Regions from separate parts of the Zea mays genome. Here region 1 is linked to region 2. The links are chromatin contacts, called in public Hi-C maps. All regions are on one chromosome and are shown on one strand. The core of a region is the stretch at or near the end of the contact, and the rest is flanking DNA. Distances in the headings are between cores, read along the strand shown. Region 1 holds the start of LOC100191581 (IAA17-auxin-responsive Aux/IAA family member). Region 2 overlaps LOC100381974.

Evidence for each region. Hi-C and Micro-C count contacts between places; a contact is called where the count stands out from the background.
Region 1: a Hi-C map of leaf shows a contact between it and region 2, with 8 times the contacts expected there. The contact joins the promoter of LOC100191581 here to the enhancer-like site in region 2. A contact is called at or near these places in 18 of 25 Hi-C or Micro-C datasets (bundle sheath, ear, endosperm and 6 more) and 2 of 3 datasets of contacts at active chromatin or transcription factors (leaf and seedling).

What each region holds. Positions count from the first base shown.
Region 1 is chr6:144,095,920-144,099,113 of Zm-B73-REFERENCE-NAM-5.0, reverse strand. LOC100191581 (IAA17-auxin-responsive Aux/IAA family member) reads right to left here and starts at 1,857. Exons shown (of 5, transcript NM_001137011.2): 1 at 1,406-1,857; 2 at 435-667. The coding sequence starts at 1,707.
Region 2 is chr6:143,893,279-143,896,290 of Zm-B73-REFERENCE-NAM-5.0, reverse strand. LOC100381974 reads right to left here. Exons shown (of 12, transcript NM_001361565.1): 12 at 2,829-3,012. Among protein-coding and RNA genes, the nearest start is that of LOC100381974, 31 kb to the right of the region's middle. Within about 2 kb of position 1,625, at least 20 of the 20 cell types and tissues checked have an H3K27ac peak or open chromatin away from gene starts, as enhancers often do. A contact at or near this core is called in bundle sheath, ear, endosperm and 5 more, where this site is marked.

The DNA of each region.
Region 1 (3,194 bases), core at 608-3,107, 200 kb before region 2:
CTCAGGACCCGAAGATATCCTCGAATAATCATAACATGGAGACAAAAATTATTTTGCCTTACAGGAAATAAAATCTTTCTAAGAAAGACTTGATGCAAATGCAATAACAGAACAAGCAGCAGGGTATTTGTTTAGCAAGGAATAAAAAGTTCACTAAAGATAAAAAAAGAAGATGTGCCAGATTGTTTGTAATCTCACAATTACTCAAAACTAACGGTAAGTCGAAGCTATTGCTTATCCAAGGATTCAATTGTTTGTAATCTCACAATTACTCAAAACTAACGGTAAGTCAAAGCTATTGCTTATCCAAGGAATCAATTATGATGCTTTTTAAAGGCTTCTTGATGTACTTCTTACACCATCCACATCAAAATGAAACACAATTACATACTGACGTGCCATCCGGGAGAGGAGAGTAACCCGAGACATCTCACCAGTACTGAAGCCACTGAACATCTTCTCAAGCGCAGTCGACAGGTCCTTGTAGTTCTTGTAAGTCTTGAGGTCAATCTTCCTGAGGTACGGCGCGCCATCCATGCTGACCTTGACGTACAGGAACCCCTGGTCCTGCTTGGCCTCAGCATCCTCCTTGCTGCCCTTCAGCTGGGTGGTAGACATCGTGTTCTTGCGGTAGCTTCGGATTGGTGGCCATCCCACCACCTGAGCTCTGCACAACACACCTGGGCTCAATAATCTTTACAACCACGGAACGAAGAGGTAGATCAGGAGATGCTGTACAAAACAAAGAAATTTGGCGATTTTTGGGACGAAAGTTGCAGAGTTTGAACAAGGTAATGCGAAACCAAAATGTTATGTACAAAATATAAAAAAAAACAAATCAGGGAGAGCAGAGAAAAGATGAGAAGAGCCTTTGAGCAAGCAACAAAAGTGAAAAAAAACCCAAGAAAGCTGAAGACGAATTGAAAGAGCCCATTTAGAAAAGTAGAGAATTTGGAGGAAAAGTGGGATTTTAAAAGAACATAACAAAGCTGCAACTTCAGTTTCCCTCCTCTAGGCCGCAAGACAAACCGAAATTCCCACCTAAAGAAGAGTAAAAACAAATCGGAAATACCAAGGCCAGAGAGAGAGAGAGAGAGAGAGAGAGAGAGAGAGAGAGAGAGAGAGAGAGATCCCCTAAAATACAATTCACCCCTACCCTTTTGTTTCCCTCAAAAGCACAGAATTTCCAAAGATGATTTTCTGTCACAGAACCTGCAAATGTCATGAGCTCAAAAAACCCAGCAAGATTTCCCAAACAGTAGAAAACTTGCTCCCAAACAAAGGGGCAACAATCACAATCTGCAAATCACTAGTGGCGCCAGATGAACGCACTGGCAAAGCCCAAGCTTTCCCTTTTTTTTGTTTGAGGCAGCAAACACCAAGATCCACTCCCGAATCCACCTACTTTGCGACCGGCTGCGGCGTCGCTGCAACCTTCTTGTCGTCCTCCTCTTCCGCTACCTTCTTTCCCTTCCCGGAAGCTGCACCGGGCGATGGCGTCGGCGCCTCGTCAGAAAACCCGCGCTTGGCGCCCTTAGCCGGGAGCAGGTCCAGGGTGGTTGCGGTGGCAGCCACAACACGGCGGTCCGGCGAACCGGACCCCGGCAGACCAAGGCGGAGCTCGGTACCCTTCAGGTCGTCGTGGGCAGCGGCGGCAGCCGCCGCCGGCGAGAGGCCTATGTAGTCGAGGTCGAGTGGGGGCGACATGGGGAGCAGCAGGACATGAACCGGAGGACGGGGGAGGTGAGGAGTGGCTGTTTGTGTGTGATGGGTAGGGTAGCCGGTAGGGGGGGAGTGGGAGCCTGAGAGTGGAAAGGGAGAGTGGGAGTGGGAGTCGAAGCGAAGAGTGGTTTGTTTGAGGGGGAGAATTCAATCTATACTATTTTTAAAAGGGGAAATTTGGATTCATACCATTAAAAGATCACCACTTTGGATTCATACCATTACTATCTCACTTACATGTGAGTCCACATGAGTCAATGACATGTGGGATCCATGGTATATATCTAAAGTTTGAATCTTTTAATGGTATAGATCAAATTGTTCCTTTTAAAAGAGATAGAGTTCAAACAATAACACCATTAAAAAAATAGAATGTTAATTCATTTCTTTCATCGTTCTAACCAAAATTTGACACTAAATTTAACGTGCTTGTACTGGTTTGTCCCTCAATATACAAACCTAGTCACATGTCCGGGTGAAGGGACACAAAAAAATTTGATCTAGACATCTCATCAAATAATATAATATAATTAAAAAATAAAATATTAAAACATAATAAAATACAGATAGCAATTATAACTTAGGAAATTCTATCACATAAAGGTCAACATAATATTTGAGATACATCTAATCTAAACATCTTCTAGACAGTAATCAAGCATCTCCACATCATAATAGTATGGTCTGGAAAATATTTAAGGGTATATTTGGTTTAGGTTTTAGTGTTGGGACCATAATTAGAGGTAACCCCAACACTCCTAAACTCGGTTGGTAATCACCATCAGCACAAGCTGCAGAGCCTGATGGGCGCAATTCAGGTCAAGGCTCCGTCCACTCAAGGGACGCGATCTCGCCTCACTCGAGCCCAGCCTCGGGCAGAAACAGTAGACCCTGGCGGATTCACGCCTCGCTCGAGGGCCTCCTCAAGCAACAGGCGCACCCTCGACTCGCCCGAGGCCTAGCTCGGGCAGGCTTCGCACTGAAGCAACCTTGGCCAGATCACCTCGCCAACCGACCGTATCGCAGGAGCATTCAATGCAAGGATCGCCTGACACCTTATCCTGACGCACGTTCCTCAGTCGGCAGGGCCGAAGTGACCGCAGTCACTTCGCCCCTCCACTGACTGACCTGACAGAAAAACAGTGTCGCCTGCCCCGCTCCGACTGCTGTGTCACCCGCTAGGGTGAGGCTAACTGAAAGGGAAATATGCCCTTGGGCCATTTCTAAGTATTTTGGTGATTTAGTGTCTAACACAAGTGCTTAAATGTAAAATGGTGGACAAAGTACAAACCAAGGATAAAGGTATGTTTCTCAGACTTAGTACATTATTTTAGTGACTAATGTATTGTGTCTAAGTGTTGGAAACAGGAAAAAGCAAATTGAAAATGCATTGGCTCGAGCAGCCAAGTTTCAGCTCAGTCTGGAGCACCGGACTGTCCGGTGCGCCAGGCTGGCTTGAGCGAACTGGCCGC
Region 2 (3,012 bases), core at 376-2,875:
ATTGCCTATGCAATATGATCGGATGATTCTCTTGTGACGTCTCGATCGTACTTTTATAGTCCAAGGAGAGACAATATTTAGACTGTCTCCAGCAACGTCCTCTATATACATCCTCTATATCCGTCCTTTACAGTCTTCTCTAAAAGATTCCATCTCCTATATCTACTCTCTCCAACAACGTCCTCTAAATCACGTCCTCTATATGTAAATACCTATATTAAAGACATTTTTAATTTTTAAATTTTTGTACATACGTATTTGTCATACTCTCAAATGTATTTTACATATTTTAGTTTTATTAAACCGGTTGTTTAAAATATTCAAATAGATAGAGAGCCGTTTAGAGAAACTCTACATATAGAAGATCCAGCAGCGTTCTCTAAATTTAGAGGACCATTTAGAGGACGTTGCTGGAGGGAGTAGAGGACGTCCAAGTCCTCTAAATTTAGGGTACAGGACCCTTTAGAACTCCTTGTTGGAGCTAGTCTTATAGAATATGTATCTGGGTTGGTTGCATAATATGGATAGTTACCAAGTCTAGCTAAATCTATATTGTACTGCATCTGCATGGTTGCTTATCTCTATTGGTACATGGGTTTTATCCTTATCAAATGGGTTTTGCCATATTTGCATGGATGCCAAACTAATCTTCTAATCTAATAGGATCTTTACCATATTTATCTTCCTGAACTTCCTTGTGAATAGGGTATGTCCCTGATCATGTGGGCCGAGTCTCTGGACTCGTCGCTGAGCACATAGATCCAGCTGTCATGACCTATCTTTAACGGTTGCCCTTGAGGCTTATTTGGCCGAGTCATTAGCTAAGACAGATAAGACTATCCTTTAGAATCTTCTCGCATAGTTTGATCCTATTGTGTCTGAGTTGTTAATTCTTCTTACCGAGTGAAAAAGATAGGTGGAAAAGGTGGCTAACTGGGACGTTTTGTGGAAGTGTGCATCTAATTTTAGCGGCCAAGTGTTAAGTCTTAAGACTTGATTTTCGAAGGGCTAGATACCAAGAAGGGGCAAAGCGGCATCTGCCTTGTGATGTGTCCTTAATGACGTCCGCTGGCCAAAACAGCACTGCGAGTCACGCAACAAGCGCATGTACTTCTCAATCAATGAATGGCCGGCCCATGGGAGCGCGAGGGGCTCAGCTGAGAAGATCCTCCTCCTACCGCTTCTACCAGAGTGCAGTGACCGCCGACACAAGCAGACAGCGAGGCCATGGACCCTCCGGCGAAAACCTGTTCCCGGAGAAAAATCTGACCATAATGACCAAGACGCGAGCTGGCTGGCCACCACCACACCAATCCCCGTCGCCGTCGTCACCCCCATGCCATACCAGTGTCCGGGCACAGCACGATTTCAGAGCGGCTCACTCCGGCCTGGCACGTTCACGGGAACCGCCGCCCTGGACTCGCCACCAGTCCACCACCACCCGGCCAACCTCGTGCGGCGTGTCCGGAACGATGAGCACGCACGCATTTTCGCCGTGTCACATTCATTCCCATCTCTCTCACACACACAGGGATAGAAAATGCGTCGCGTCTGGTGGCTTGTGGCTCTCATCGGTCGGTTTAGCTGCTAGGCCCTGGCCGTCTCCTTGCGTGTGCCAGCGGTTGACACATTTCGGGCTGAGGCAAGCCGCCCGCCACGGCGCGTTCGCCGCGCGGGCCGCACCACAGTGCTTGTCCAGAGCCCCGTTCCATCAGGGTAAAAAGGAGGCCTCACATCGTAAACCATCACCACTTTGGCTGCTGCATCCAGCAGCACCTGGGGTACTTGCAACTCGGAAAAGGAACCCCCCTGGTAAAGCGGCACCACAGCTAGCTGATGCACAACGCTTCAGGCACTAAGGCCGTCTACCTGCAAAAGACGCTGAGGATTTGACGGGTTTACCGGTGCACTGCACACAGCGCACAAGTGGATCAAATCGGCCTTGCCAAAACCACAAAGCATTGCTTGGAAGTTTTAGCATGGGAGGGAGCAAAGGAACCAAGCACCGGAAGAAGGAAGAAAATAAAAAGGCACAGAAAAGCGAAGGCCCCCCAACGGATGGACACGACCCCTCCTCCTGCTGCCTCAGCTGAAAACTCGGCTTCATCATCTACTACTACTCGCAATTGCTTCGTACAGCAAAAGCCACCGCTTTACCTGATCTCACCTCTCGCGATCATGGCAGACATCTCACATCTCGTCCCCTGCCGCCATGTGCCAGGGCTGGGCTACTCCGGTGAGAGCGCTCCATCGTTGCGAGCATACCCAACATTACCATGATTGAAGCTCGCGACCCCTGCCAGTTTACCACCACAGAAAAAAGAGAACCCATACCTGGAATTTCTGCATGGGCGACCTGAAAGCCCCACTACCACCTTAGGTCCGTTGCAAAAGGGCGATGGGGCGTGACATGAAAGAACCTGAGACAAGCTAGACGGCCTTGCATGCCACGCTGACAGACCCAGGAGCAGGAAGTACTATATTGAAGTTTAAAGATCTGAGCATAGCAACCAATAATATGCACACACACAAAAAAACGAGCATCAAGATTCCAAAAGAAAGATAACCTTGACAAAAGATGCTACAAATCTTTAAATGGTACCTGACTTGATCACTGCCATCATTAACACATGAACGATCCGATCAGGAAGTAGCAATAACCATCATTGGTTCAATGATGTAGTTGTTACATCACCTTCAGAATAAAGATATGCCCTGGAGGACTGAGGTTGCGCAAACCGCACCAACGTAGAGCATCTTGTAGCCCACCCTATCACAGGCTAACAGCAGAAGTAATGACAGTGCATTGGAAGAGATATACAGTTTCTGTCAAGAAAGGTATAGTGATTGAAATAAAGACGAGCTTTCAGTTACACAAGAGAAGCGGAAACCCTCTACCAACAACAATAGCTACAAAATCTGCTGTGAAGTGTTTGGCTGCAGTGGTACAGATTCACGCCATCTGCGCTCTGCTAACCCTTCGATGTCATTTCCTGAATCTTTAATTGCGTA